Linked DNA regions of Sus scrofa: all the other regions are linked to region 1. A link is a contact called in public Hi-C and HiChIP or PLAC-seq data. All regions are on one chromosome and are shown on one strand. The core of a region is the stretch at or near the end of the contact, and the rest is flanking DNA. Distances in the headings are between cores, read along the strand shown. Region 1 overlaps LOC110256580 (a long non-coding RNA gene). Region 2 overlaps ANO10 (anoctamin-10). Region 3 has its middle 27 kb from the start of CYP8B1. Region 4 overlaps ANO10 (anoctamin-10). Region 5 overlaps SNRK (SNF-related serine/threonine-protein kinase).

What was found. A called contact is a pair of places that touch in the nucleus more often than the background predicts. HiChIP or PLAC-seq counts read pairs in DNA pulled down with a chosen protein or histone mark.
Region 2: an H3K27ac HiChIP or PLAC-seq map of skeletal muscle shows a contact between it and region 1. The contact joins two enhancer-like sites. A contact is called at or near these places in 1 of 47 Hi-C or Micro-C datasets (heart right ventricle) and 1 of 2 datasets of contacts at active chromatin or transcription factors (skeletal muscle).
Region 3: a contact with region 1 is called in a Hi-C map of liver, with 7 times the contacts expected there. The contact joins two enhancer-like sites. A contact is called at or near these places in 3 of 5 promoter capture datasets (fetal liver, fetal skeletal muscle and liver), 26 of 47 Hi-C or Micro-C datasets (alveolar macrophages, brain, embryonic fibroblasts and 15 more) and 2 of 2 datasets of contacts at active chromatin or transcription factors (alveolar macrophages and skeletal muscle).
Region 4: a contact with region 1 is called in an H3K27ac HiChIP or PLAC-seq map of skeletal muscle. The contact joins two enhancer-like sites. A contact is called at or near these places in 1 of 47 Hi-C or Micro-C datasets (embryonic fibroblasts) and 1 of 2 datasets of contacts at active chromatin or transcription factors (skeletal muscle).
Region 5: an H3K27ac HiChIP or PLAC-seq map of skeletal muscle shows a contact between it and region 1. The contact joins two enhancer-like sites. A contact is called at or near these places in 2 of 47 Hi-C or Micro-C datasets (heart right ventricle and retroperitoneal adipose tissue) and 1 of 2 datasets of contacts at active chromatin or transcription factors (skeletal muscle).

The regions. Positions count from the first base shown.
Region 1 is chr13:26,549,804-26,552,463 of Sscrofa11.1, forward strand. It overlaps LOC110256580 (a long non-coding RNA gene), which reads right to left. Exons shown (of 2, transcript XR_002338245.1): 2 at 1,006-2,456. Among named protein-coding and RNA genes, the nearest start is that of POMGNT2, 48 kb to the left of the region's middle. Within about 2 kb of position 1,303, at least 28 of the 83 cell types and tissues checked have an H3K27ac peak or open chromatin away from gene starts, as enhancers often do. A contact at or near this core is called in brain, fetal skeletal muscle, liver and 3 more, where this site is marked.
Region 2 is chr13:26,798,312-26,800,971 of Sscrofa11.1, forward strand. All of the region lies in intron 12 of ANO10 (anoctamin-10), which reads right to left. Among named protein-coding and RNA genes, the nearest start is that of SNRK, 130 kb to the left of the region's middle. Within about 2 kb of position 1,295, at least 2 of the 83 cell types and tissues checked have an H3K27ac peak or open chromatin away from gene starts, as enhancers often do. A contact at or near this core is called in skeletal muscle, where this site is marked.
Region 3 is chr13:26,357,578-26,360,237 of Sscrofa11.1, forward strand. No RefSeq gene overlaps it. Among named protein-coding and RNA genes, the nearest start is that of CYP8B1, 27 kb to the left of the region's middle. Within about 2 kb of position 1,319, at least 57 of the 83 cell types and tissues checked have an H3K27ac peak or open chromatin away from gene starts, as enhancers often do. A contact at or near this core is called in brain, fetal skeletal muscle, liver and 3 more, where this site is marked.
Region 4 is chr13:26,746,385-26,749,044 of Sscrofa11.1, forward strand. The region is part of intron 12 of ANO10 (anoctamin-10); the gene reads right to left. Among named protein-coding and RNA genes, the nearest start is that of SNRK, 79 kb to the left of the region's middle. Within about 2 kb of position 1,332, at least 5 of the 83 cell types and tissues checked have an H3K27ac peak or open chromatin away from gene starts, as enhancers often do. A contact at or near this core is called in skeletal muscle, where this site is marked.
Region 5 is chr13:26,712,338-26,714,997 of Sscrofa11.1, forward strand. SNRK (SNF-related serine/threonine-protein kinase) reads left to right here. Exons shown (of 8, transcript XM_021071714.1): 6 at 1,065-1,277. Among named protein-coding and RNA genes, the nearest start is that of SNRK, 44 kb to the left of the region's middle. Within about 2 kb of position 1,359, at least 9 of the 83 cell types and tissues checked have an H3K27ac peak or open chromatin away from gene starts, as enhancers often do. A contact at or near this core is called in skeletal muscle, where this site is marked.

The DNA of each region.
Region 1 (2,660 bases), core at 53-2,552:
AAGCCCTCTTGTGAAGAGTATCTCTGTTCACTGAGTGTCTGTGGGACACATTTTGGAAAATTGCTCCCCCAAGCACTGCCTGCGAGCAGAATTGGAGAAACAATCCCAATCCCATTAGGCTGCATCCTCGTGAGATCTGCACAGCTGAATGATGGGGATGCCTTTTTAGAAGAAGAAACCTGAGACTGCGTCGGGCTTTCAGACCAGGGGCGCCGCTGCAGTCTCACTGGTTGATTAAGAACTGTGGTCAGGCCCATGACAGATTTTATTATCAATTAAGGGACCTGGAAAGTAAGAAAAACATCCTGAAGCATCTAGTTGGTAGGACACTGGGCGTTTGGTTCAGCAAAGACTGTAGGCCATGACTAAACAGAAGGCATCACCCCTTAATTCCAAGGGCATAAAATATCCCTGCAAATGAAATGGTCCAAAGGAGAATAAAAGGAGCAATGGAGAGTGGGTGCAGCAGACAGATGGGAGGCTGCCCATATCTGCTGGGGCCTCAACATGACAAGGGCTGGCCCTCCATTTGCCAAGATCCGCATCTCTGCCTGGAACCTGCGAAGGCCGTCAGGCCCTAAGTGCCTAAGAATTGATGGCCAGCAGCCCGCAACCAACGAGGAACTCTCCTGCCTCTCCAGCAGGATGACTGAGGTGCTAAGTCCATACTGGCTTAGAGAATTCCCCGGTGGGCCGAATCTCCAGTTGCCCCTAGTGGCCTCTGGTTTGCTAACAAGCCTTTTATTAGCTGCCTTCCCTTCCCTGCCTCCCTTTGCCTAGGAAACTGGGTTAAGTCCTGCAGGAATTTCTCTCCTGGTAAGATTCCTAGTAAGAAGGCCTGTTTTCCTGGTTTCCATAATCCTCCAAGCCATTGCTCCACTCCAGGGAGTGAAGAGCAGTTCCCTCTGATTTCTGACAGAGGGCAGCATTTAGTTTTCTACCACCACCAGGAGATGTATTCCTAGGACTTGCAAATGACTCCAGCTCAAAATAAAGGAAAACAAATTGAAATGAGGATTTTAATCACTGCGAAGGGAATGAAAGGCTGTGTCAGCGTTTCCATGGTAAGTGCCGTCTTTCAGGGATTTATCATCCCAGCTGTAAAAATATGCTTTATGCTAGGATTTGGCAAGAGCAAGGCTTCAGTCACTGAAAAATCTATATATTATTAAAGATTCCACTTTCAATCCAGTTGGAAATGTGACTCTGTCCAAATGGCACAGAATGCCCCTCTGCCCCTCGGGGCTGCCAACAGAGCCACTGCATCCCTGGCCAATTCCACTGGGCACCAGCTTGGAGAAGTGGCAGAGGCACAGCCCCTGGCCCGGTTGCACTAAGGAAGACGCCTGGATCTCTGTGGAGGCAAAGTGGTCCTGGGCTGGGGATAGAGTCGGGTAGGGGGTGCTGTCTGTGCGGTTGCAGGTGGCTCTGAGGACTGGCACACCTTCTCCCTCTCTCACGCCCTGGGTCCCAGGGCCACTGAGGGGGGAGAGGGGCGAGGTGGGCGAGGGGTACCAGTACAACCACACAGGCTCCTCCCCCGCACCCCGGCTCATGATGCAGAGGCCCCGATGTCGTCACAAGGGGAAGAATCTTAGGCTGAATTGACCGGAAACCTTTGGCTCATTCTGATTTTAGCTCGCAGCCTGAGCTCCGGGCATGTGAAGGGAATGACAGTCATGTGATCAGCCAACAAGGAGGCAGTTTGGGTAACACAGGACCTGGTCTGAACCTTTGTGATATCACATTAAAGTCACGTCTGCTTGGGTTCAAACAGGACCAGATTTACAGAAACTTTGGTGTGCTCTTTGTTTGAAACAGGGTGGTGGGCGTGGAAGGGGAGCACTTTACAATAAAGAAAAAAGTTAAGAGCAGAAATAGCAACTTTTTATAATCTGAAATAAATCTTTAGTAGGTGCCAGTCCGTGTGCTTATCACGTCTTAGGTATTAGCAGTTGCATCTTTCCCTGACACAGTGGTGGGTATGTTACTTCCATTGAAAAGGTGAACAAATCGACAGTCCCAGGTTGAGGAACTCGCCCTCAGGGAGGGCTCATGCAGAGCAGGTGGCAGAGTGCACCCGCGTTCTGGACTCCAGTAGGGTCTGAACTCCCCTCCGTCGACACAGTTCAGGAGCAGCGCTTTGGGATCCCATCAGCCCTTCTCCTCCTGCCAGCGGGCAGCCTGGCACAGTCCTCGTCTGTATAGCAGCCCCGCTCATTTCTCCGGCTGGGACAGATGACTGCTGCAGAGGGCAGACCTCGGAGCAACGGCTAAGCTTAAAGGGGCAGACTGGCTACCAGGCACAGTCGGCAGGGCTAGGTATGTGTTCTCTATGTCATCTCATTCACCACCACTCCAGCAACTGCCCCAGGCAGGTACTTGTGTTGTCTCCATTTTATAAAGAACACCAGGAACAGAGAGAGCAAATCATTTCTCCAAGGTCACACGCAAGCCTGTAGGAGAAGATAAAAATGGGATACTAGCTCAGGCCGCTTGACTCTCAAGATGAAACCAGGGAATGCTGCCTGGGGGAGAGTGAGTTTCCCCAGGCTCAGAATGTCCAAGGAAGTTCTGCATATTCATTGGTTAGCCTAAGCGGCTGGGCTGGACAGGATTTCAAGCCAGCTGGTCCCACCCCTTGTCTCTCTGTCGACCAA
Region 2 (2,660 bases), core at 45-2,544, 250 kb after region 1:
AAATATCAAGCCAACAGACCCCACCTCCAAGAATTGGTCTTAGGAGTCACAGCCCACGTAGAAGGCTTGGAACCATGGCTAGCTCGTGTCATCTCCTGTTGCATGCCACCTATCACCACCCCTGTTATCATTACTACCCAGCTGTGTTCGGGTCGTGAAAATAGGTGGGGATGCTATAAAGGCAGAATTCTGACTGGGCCTCCAATCTGACTTTATGGTACCATTTTGTCCCAGAATTCCCTCCTGGTCTGCCCAGTGAGGCAGGGCCCCCAAGCCTGAGGTGTCCTCCTCCTCCATCACCAAGCTCTCCTCCCCTTTCCTGCCCTGCTTCACACTGTGTCTTACTGTACTGTCACCACAGCCTCACTCTGCCTGTGTGTGTTAGGACCATTTGGGGAGACTATGACAAAGGAGGGTCAAGACACTCGCCCTGAAGGTACAGAGGGCTGTGAGACAAAGTCCTGACACAGGAGAAAGGGAAAAGCCAGCTCAGAGGGCACTCAAACACTCAAAACATTTTAGGCTTCAATTTACCTTTATCTACTGGCTCAGGCTGACTTGGGGCTTGACAAATGGACCATCCCCTCCCCAAGGACTGAGGCTCTGGCACTGATGGGCACTGGCTTTCTCAGAAGCCAATTCTTTATTTGGATTCAACATCTTTTTGCGAACTACATGTTGGCAGATCAACGTGATTACATATTCAATGGTGAAAAACTTTAGCATCCTCATTCTATGCTGTGAAACTTTTAACTTTCCATTAAAAAATGCTTATACAGCTGCCATAACTTGAGAGCACAAATACGCAGGGCAAGACAAGTTCAGAAGCTCTTGAGAAATGTTGGAAATGGTTTAAAAATAATTAACCCTAGAAAACAAAGACATCACTTAATGCAGGCTGACCCAGCCTACCTGCTGGTTCAAGGGGCTCACATTTGATTTGAGGCCCCAGAGGGCCATAATTAGCCATTGTAATGTCTTCTTAAATTCCTTATCTGGAGCTTCTGCTGTGGTGCAATGGGATCAGTGGCACCTTGGGAGTGCTGGGATGCGGGTTCAATCCCCGGTCCTGCACAGCTGGTTAAGGATCTGGCATCGCCACAGCTGTGGCTTAGGTCGAGACTGCGGCTCAAATGTGATCCTTGGCCTGGGAGCTCCATGTGCCGAGGGGCAGTCAAAAATGAAAAATAAAAAAATTCTTTATCCATTCTTTCCACTGATTTCTGAGGCTGTTCTCTCTCCATGGCTCCATTTGGACTCGCTCCCTGGCTTCTGCGGGTGCTTGGCTCCCAAGAGGGCTTGGCTGCTGATTTGTGCCGGTACTCAGGATGTGGTGCCCTTGTGCTCCAGCCCATCCAGTGAGCAAATGCCACCTGGATAAGAGTCTTTTCTATTTTTAACTGGATCTTAAAATCACTGAGAGTCGAAGGCATCAATTTGAAAAGAAATAAAAGGGCATCACTAGGATGATATTTACTGTCTAGAATTCTTTGTAAAGGTCTCACCAATAGAAGTCTAATCATTTGAAAATGCCCTTTGCAAAGCAAACAATTTTATTTTCCCCAGTTCGCCTCTCACCTTCAAGTATATCTCATTTGCTTACATATTTAGGAACGCCGCAGTTCCCCACCTCACACGGAAAAAAGAACTGCTCTCAGTACCCTTCCTCTCCACTGTGGTCCCCACACTCACCACTGCCCCCTCCTGCTGCGAGCTGGATGCAGCCCCAGGACCATGGAGGGAGCACTTCCCTATGTCAGGCTCCACAGCCACCATGCTGGAGTCACTCGAAATGTTGGGTAAAAAAAAAAAAAAGTACATTTCTGGGCCTTCCCATAGACCTTGGGTCCAGGCTTTCATTTTATAAGACAAAAAAAAAAAAAAAATGGAGGCTCAAAGATGTTACTGGCTTATTCCTGGTGGCCCAAAACTTGCTCATTCTCGGCACCCACCTGACCATGCTTGGGGTCCATCTTTGCTGGGACCTGAGGGTGGAGGGGAGGGGGTGTGGAGCAATAAAAAGAGTTTTTAAAATGTAGGTATCTGGGCCCCACTTTAGATTTAGGGGATCAGAATCTTCATAGTGCAGGGCCTAGCCACTTGCATTTTTTGAAGGTTCTACATTCAAGATGCACAGCCCAATTTAAGAACTGTCCAGTGAGTTACATTTTTCAATCATGTTTTGTTCATAAAATGGGAACTGAGTTGAAAAGAAAGCAATTCAAACATATATTAAACATAATATAAGAATTACTCATGGGTAATCATTTCTGTTGACAAGCTTGTTGTCAATTTCTCATCACTTAACAGTGAAAGAGTCCAGGGACAGGCTAGGCATTAATGAGATGTATTCTTAAATCTGTTTTCTGTATCTCCATTTTCGATCGGGGTCCACCAACTGACATGGCAGATGCTCTCTCTGCCTTTGTAATACTGGAGTAGCCCAGTGAGGAGAGGCTCCACTTGTTTATAAAGCAGACAGTTAAATGTCAGAGTGAGGAAAAAAGAAAAAAATTCTATATCCTAGAGATGGCACTAGTTGAGCAAGTAAACAGAAGACAAGTCAGTGAACGTGAGTCTGTGAAAAGCACAAGGTGGGTGGCCTTCCATGTCTAGGACCTTTCAGACCTTTCAGGACCTCTCAGACCTTTCCGGACCTC
Region 3 (2,660 bases), core at 69-2,568, 190 kb before region 1:
ATGGATTCTAGTCAGGTTCTTAACCCACTGAGCCACAACGGGAACTCCTGCTATAGGTTCTTTTATTTTTGCCTTGGTATACCTACCCAACCATGTATCTTGTGATCATTCAGTTTCTTTTAACCAGTGAGATCCTAACCCCTGCTCTTCCACATTTAAAGTTCTTTCCAAGGTAATCAGAGGAGTTCCTATAAAGCTCCCAGGTTATGCAGACCATTGAGGACTTGAGGTTACCTTGAAAAGATGTGACCTGGTTTCCAAACAAGGGCCTCATGGGTCCTGGGGAGCTGTTAGCCTCAGTAGGACATGGCTGAAGCCTGGACCCTCCTTTGGACCCAGCCTTCCTGTCAGTGTGGCTGTTTTGTGGGAAACAGTGATTGAGCATGGGTGTGAGATAAAGAGTTGTCGACTGTGAGCCCCACGTGGGGCATCACAGTGGCTGGGGTAGGAACTAGATAAATGAGGGCATCTGGCAGTAGTGGGCAAGTGAAGGTCTCTGAACCAGTAAGCAGGGCAGTGTACATAGGCTTCTAGCTGGGCCTGGGATTCACTTCCTGCTTCTAACCCTCAGTTATTCATGGTGACTCCCTAAGCAGCACAGAAAAGCTCAGCTTTTTCGACTTTACAAGGGTCTTCTTGATATACATCAAGATCGCTACTCTATCCTCGACTTTCCTTCATGCAGCAAAAGTTTTGGTGGCTCCTTTGCCTTCAGGTCCCCACCCTGTCCAGGTCAGGCCCTTAGCCCCGTTCAGATCTCCAGCCAGGTCTCTGATTGCTTCCCTAGGCCTAAAGCGAGGGACCCACTAGAGGGTGGGGAGTCGGCCAGGGCAGGGCCAAGCCTGTCGACGCTGGGAATGGGAGGGCTCCCGCGCCCAAGGACAGGTAAGACTTTGCGGGTTCCTCTACTCCTCGGCCCGGCTGGGCCCCGCCCCTTCATCCTATATCCAATGACATAAAAGCCCGATTCTTGCTGGATAATCCAGGTCCTAATGCTTCGATGCAGAACGCACTGCTTGGAAGAAAGGCAGAAACCTACTCTCCCGCCCTCCCTTTTCCTCAGGCTTGTATCGCGAGAACTTAGGAGGAGGAACCACCGATATCTGCGGTCCTCCAAGATTACTAGAGAGAATATCAGGGAAAGTTATAAATTGACAGGACAGGGTGATGACATACTTCCGGCGCAGCCTTTTTTTTTCTTTTAAAGCTTATGAAGGTTTGGTTTGTGAGAACCGGCGTGTGGTACCCCAAACCTCTTCTCTCTGGGAAGGGCCCAGGCTATTCAGAGCCCACGGTGAGCGGGTCTAGCTTGTTCTAGAAGGACTGGCCGGACCCTGGGGGAGACGGGCGCGGCTACTCGGTTACTGGGGTGCTCATCCCTATGCCTAGGCTCGACTCGTTCGCATAGCGAGGGGGCGCTGGCGGGCCCGGGACGTTGGCCACAGGTTCCTGCGCCCTAGTTTCTTGTCCCCAAGACAGCCTGCGCCCTGTTCAGATTCGGGTACCGACACAAATTCGAGTTTTGACTTTCAAAAGTGTCAACAAGCCTCCAGGACACGCCGTCTACAGAGAACACGCCCCTCGGTCGCTTCCGCCCTCTTTTGCCCTGAGGAAACCCCAGCCCTACCCCTAGTCCTGTGCAAGACCTAACGCCATTTACCTTTTGAAGTGGTCCCAGGAAATCGGTCTCTGATCACTTTATTAACTTTACTTCCCTGGCCTGGTATAAAGCCAGTCTGGAAGCTTGTTGCTGTCTGTACAGCAAGATTTTGAGATGGTCGTTTTTATCCCCTCCCAGGATGGAGGTTACTGAACCCACAAAATTGGGGAGCGTGGAGTCTTGGATTTAGATTGGCTCATCCGAATGTTTAAGAATCTCAAGACGAATTATCATCTGTTAAGCACTTACTATGTGTCTGATTTTTCGCATATAATAGCCTTTATACACAGGTGGAGATGTGGAAAGATTTATTCATCTAGTTGTCTTCACATGTCTTTCACTCTTTTCATTACATTCTTTTAACCTTTATTCATTGTCATAACCTAATTGTTAAGGTTTATAACAATCAGATAAAACATTTGGTTCCTGACATTAGTGACGTGTGTTGTGTTGGGATTTGTTCCCCACCTGGGCTTGTTATTTGTACTTCGACTCCATAGCTGTAGTTTTCCCCGTAGGAAAGTAGTGTTTTGTGTTTTGTAGCGTGGCCTCTGCTGTTCCACTTCCAGATAATTTGCCTTTCACAGATAGTCAACGGTACCGATCACATCTTTTTGCTTAATATGTCAGTAATATCAAGTATCCACTGTGAGGGCTGTTTATTACAGTATCATGATTTAAGAGTATCATGATTTAAGAAAAGTACAATTACAGGAGGTACCTTTTTTTTTTTTTTTTTTTTTTTTTGCTTTTTTTTTTAGGGCCGCACCTACTACGTATAATATGGATGTTCCCAGGCTAGGGATCTAATCGGAGCTACAGCTGCTGACCTGCGCCACAGCCACAGCAACGCAGGACCCTTAACCCACTGAGCGAGGCCAGGGATCGAACCTGCAACCTCATTTTGAACAAAACCCATCAATTTAGCAGCATTACAAATGTAGGTTTGCATTGTGTTTTCTTTTAAAGTCCTTTTTTTATACTTATAACTACCCTCTTG
Region 4 (2,660 bases), core at 82-2,581, 200 kb after region 1:
ATTTTTATTCAGTTCTTCGTGTGGTCTCTTTTTAGCAGACAATAGAGTTGTAGCCTCTCTTCTGCTGTCTGCCCCTCTTGTGGCTGAAGTTGGTATGGGGGCTTTCTGTAGGCTTCCTGATGGGAGGAACTAGTCCAGGGCAGCAGCTTTAAAAGGAACTGGATTCTTAGGTCAGTTCAGCTCAGCAATGGTACCCAGGACAGCTGGCCCTGGAGTCCACTAGCCATCTGGTGACATCATAGGGTCACCCATCCCTACATGCACCTACCTCCTTCCATTCTAATTGGGCTGGGGCATGGCCTAGGCATGGGGGCTTTGAATGCACCCCCCCTCCCATGATTCGGTCATGCAGCTGGGGTGGAGAACCACTTCCTGGAAGGCAGCCACTTCCACAGTGCTAGCGACGGGAAGGAAGGGAGCAGGAACAGGAGCCTCCATTGTGCAAGCTATGCCCTCACTACCTGTCCACCTTGGCAACTGAGCATGTCTCCCCTATTTGTGTCACTGATGTACAAGTTACTGATGGGCCTAAGCCACCTTTTTGAGGTCAGATAGGGTCAGGGCAAAATTAAGCAAGAGTCTGGCAGTTCAGGTGACAAAGGAAAGTAGAGAATCAGCCTTTTGAAGTACCATGTTTTCACAAAAATGATTTTTTTATTAGATCTAGAGGAAAGTCCCTCAAACAAGCAGCATTCTGAACACGTTTTAATAGAACCATGAAAAACTCCAGCTCTGTCCTAGACTTGGCAGTGCTATCAGGCCCTGATAAGCCCCCAACAGGGTGGAGGGGCAGGAAGGCACAGGGGCAGCACCTGGGCAGAATTACAGCCACCCCCTCTCCTGTTGGAGGAGTTGGCTCATTTTACTATTTGACAACTGTAAAACTGTAAGAGTTGCTGACAGACTCAACAGGGCTCTGAACCCCACATCCCACCCCAGCCAGCTTTCCTGCCATTCATCCCTATCTCAGGAACAACTGCCACCTGGCTGTGCAGACCCAAACCTAGATACTACCCTGGATGACTCTCTGCTCCATCCAGGGGTCCTGTCACCTCCAACTGCCAAGTACACCCCACTCCTCATTGCCCAGCTTCGGGCTCTCACCCTTGCTCTGTTGAAACCATTTCCCAGACTCTCCCATGTCTGTCCACAAACTACCCTCACCATGTTTCAAGATAGGAGCCAGAACATGTACCTACAGAGCTTTCCCATAGGTCTGGGGACTGAAAGTCAAGCCCGCACTTTTCTCTCACTGCCTTCCCACCACTGCCCCCCTCCAGCCTTGGTTCTGTTCCCTAACCACCAGATCCTGCCTCCTGCTGGCTCTTCACCATCTGTCTCACCTGCCTTGCCTCTGAGGTTTTCTCCTCAGCCTGTCTCCTCCCAGAGAGGCTGTCCCAGATCATTCCACTCGGAGGAGCTGCCGGTCACCATCACAGGCCTCTATTTTAATTCCTGCACTTCCCTCTACTGTCTGTTTTTTTATTGTTTATATGCATGGTTTTTCTACTTTAAATGTTCTAATCCATCTAGTATCTGGCCTCATGACTCTACCCTCAGGGCCCATAACAGCTCTGGCACAGGGTTGGACTCCATAAATAGCTACGCAAGAACAGCCAACATGTCTTTGAGCCTGTAGCAGCAGTCAGAGAGATGACAGTTCAGCTGATAATCTTAGCAAGAGCAACATGAACAGGTAAAGCCTCCTTTATGGTGGGTGTGTAAATGAGACATATCCATGTTCTTGATGTCACTGTCACTCTGGATCATATGTGCTGGTCACATGTATGGGATAACAGAAAACACACCATAACATGGGCTGTGAGAAGTTACAGGGTTTCAGCATTCCAGATGGCCACCTGCCCTGATAACAGTGTAGGCCTGGGTCCACCCCTCAGATTATCACCCAGTGGGGACAGAAATCAGCCCCCCAGGCTCTCGAGTGGCTCTGGTGAAGGGGAAGGCTGTCTTCAGGTGGAGCTGGATGGAAGAAGGGTGATAGAGGAGTCAAGGGCCACCAAAAGGTTGCAAAATGGTCAGCTTGGATCAAGCAGAAAATCAAAACTCTTCCAAGAAGGTACAAACCCAGCTCCCAGACCTGGCAGCCAGGGCCGGGTTACCCAGGTAGGGAGATGCTGTGTCATGAGTTCATTAACTGCATGGGCTGACTAGGGAAAGTAAATGTCAGTTTAGTTTAAAAAAGAAAAAAATTAATGTCTACTTCCTAAATCATCTTTTTTGGGGAGGAGACCAAGACAGCAGGGTAGAGGACATGCAGCTCGCCTCCTCCCACAAATACATCGAGATACGTGGATAATCAGAACAGTTCTCACAGAATACCAACTCTAAGTAGGCAGGTCTTCTACAACTAAAGCTGCAAGAAAAATCCCCAGGTAACCAAGTAAGACCAAAGGGGGAAAAAAGGGGAACTGGGGTGGGTCCTGTGCCCCTGGGAGCAGGCTGTGAAAGAAGCAAGGTTCCTTCATTCTGGGACCCTCCTTTGCCAGCTAGGAGGTCTGCTGGGACAGATCGGCAGATACAAGGGTCTAGAATTTGCCTAAAAGGAGTGTGCCAGGCTGGCTTGCTGTCTAGCAGGATAGAGAGGGACCAGCACTGATGCTGCTGTGTCACCCCACCTCCCAGCCTGGGACACATGTCTG
Region 5 (2,660 bases), core at 109-2,608, 160 kb after region 1:
CCATCATATATTTTAGTTCTTGCAGTGGTACCTTGGTTCCTTTGTATTTTTTGACTGTGAGGTCAAATTTCTTGTAATATTACATAGGGAGTTTGCATTTACTTTTCTACTAGTTGCCTAGGGGTACTTCCAGCCTGAAACCTCTTAAAATTAACTTATTCAATATGTATATCACACAGATATGATATCACTAATTTGGACTACAAACTTGTATGAGGATCAGCTTGTAGTTCTTAAAAGAAATTCTCCCACTCCACCTCCATAGCCAGTTTTGAGGCAGGCAGTTTTCCTTCTTGACATCTTAGCAGTAGATTTGTTTCTCATTTCTCATTCACCCTCACACTGAAGGGTGAATCAAGAACATCTATCAAGTTCTTTCCAAGAATTGCATCCCCCACCGTCAGTAGGCCTTACATGTTTTATTCTGTTTCATGCACTGAGTGTTTAAACAGAAACAAGCAGAAACAATCAGGCCAGAGGGCAGCTTTGTCCTTTGCCTTCTAAGAATCTTGCTTTTACTCTGTTTTTACCTGATGAGTAGTTCATCTGTCTGTCCTTCGGTCTGCCCTCCTTCCCTCACCTCCTCCCTCCTACTCTTCCTTCTAGCCAACACAATGCCTTTAAACAAAATATATGTCTTAAAATATATGGCATTTTGTTTGCTTTCATCAGGATGGTCATTCATTCTTCCTGAAATAGAAGTTGGCTCATGCACCCTATTCTGTATGTCATTGCTGATCATTGTATCTGGTTTTGCCACGGTTGGTATCTGTTGTTTTGCCACAGTTAGTTCAAGGACAGATGTTGGTACCAGGAGTTAATTCTAGATGATAGGAAACTGCGTTTGTGTGTTTGGCTTATCGGCATATCTGGTGGTTGTGATTTTTTTTATGAATTTTATGGCACTGTATTTTCTTTATTCCCATCTGCCTCACCACCTCCACTAGTGAATGTAATTAAATTGATGGTATAAGATTAGGAAACAATTTTGATAAATACAGTAACACACGGTTACTAATCCCCCACAGCTGTTTGCTTTAACATGGACTTGCTTTCCTTTCCAGCCTGATCACACGGATGCTACAGAGAGATCCCAAGAGAAGGGCCTCTTTAGAAGAGATTGAAAACCATCCTTGGCTTCTGGGAGTGGACCCTTCACCAGCCACGAAGTACAACATCCCCCTTGTGTCATATAAAAACCTCTCGGAAGAGGAGCACAACAGCATCATTCAGCGCATGGTGCTTGGGGACATAGCAGATCGGGATGCCATTGTCGAGTATGTTGGCACTCATCAGTATAGGGCCGTGGGCTTTGGGTCCTTGGAATGAGTTCTTTTAACATGTCAGGGCCCATGGACACTGTGTCATGGATAGAATTCCCACTTGGCAGGGGTTATGTCATTTATCTCTAGAGTTCCTGGCCCAGTGCCTGGCTCATAGGTTTTGTTGGTCTTTGTTTTTATTTTTGTACCAGTGAACAAGTAAACCATTGTTAGTGGTGTCACTGAGTCCCTTCCTGCAGAGGTGGATTGGAATGGACTTTTGTATCCCAGTACATGCCTTGTCCATTGCTATATCCTCTTCATTCCCTGGTCTCCCTCTGGTCCCCACAGAGAAGTAGGGACACTCAGGGCAATACCACAAGTCCTCTAAATCAGGGGTTGACCAGTCACACATTTTCATGAGTAAAGGTTTAGTGACTCACAGCCATACCCCTTTGTTTACATATTGTCTGTAGCAGCATTGTGCTGCAGTATCAGAGTTGTTGTGAGAGAGACCGTATGACCTCCAAAACGCAAAATAGTTACTGTCTGGCTCTCTAGAGCCCTTGTTGCCGTAACCTGGAACCCACAAAATGCACACATTATTAGTTGTATTCTTTAAAACCCAACCAGTTTGTAATAACCTAAGAAGTTTGGAATCAATGATTACATAAAGATGCACTTGCTTTAACATCATTTGATTCACTTCTATTAGAGGTCCATCTATAAAAATGTGAATCATTTCCACAAATGAAAAGTTGAAAGTTATTTAACCTGTTGGAAGAAACACTTGGGTATGCTGGAAAGAGGATATACTTTAGGGGGGGCAAAAAAAGTGTTCCTATCAGGAGGGGCACTCTGGCCTGTGTGATCTGACCCTGATAACTGACCTCAGGGGAGAGGAGGCTGGCTGCAGGCCAGACTGACCTCTGTAGCATGTCAGACTGTCACATGCGGCACTCAAGGATCTGGTTCCCAGGAGTTTCCATCATGGCTCAGTGGTTAATGAACCTGACTAGTACCCATGAAGACGCGGGTTTGATCCCTGGCCTTGCTCAGTGGGTTAAGGATCCAGTGTTGCCGTGAGCTGTGGGGTAGGTCGCAGAAATGGCTCGGATCCCACATTGCTATGGTTGTGGTATAGGCTGGCAGCTATAGATGCGATTCATCCCCTAGCCTGGGAATCTCCATATGCTGTGGTTGCAGCCCTAAAAAGACGAAAGACAAAAAAAGAAAATAAAAAGGATCCTGGTCCCCAGGAAGGTATCCACACATAGGACATGTATCTTTAGGGTACACTGGAAAGGATTTACAAAAATAAAGTCAGGTTCATGATTTTGGTTTAAGTATAGATTTTTACAGGTTTCAGAGTGTGTTATAAGCTTTCACAGATTGACC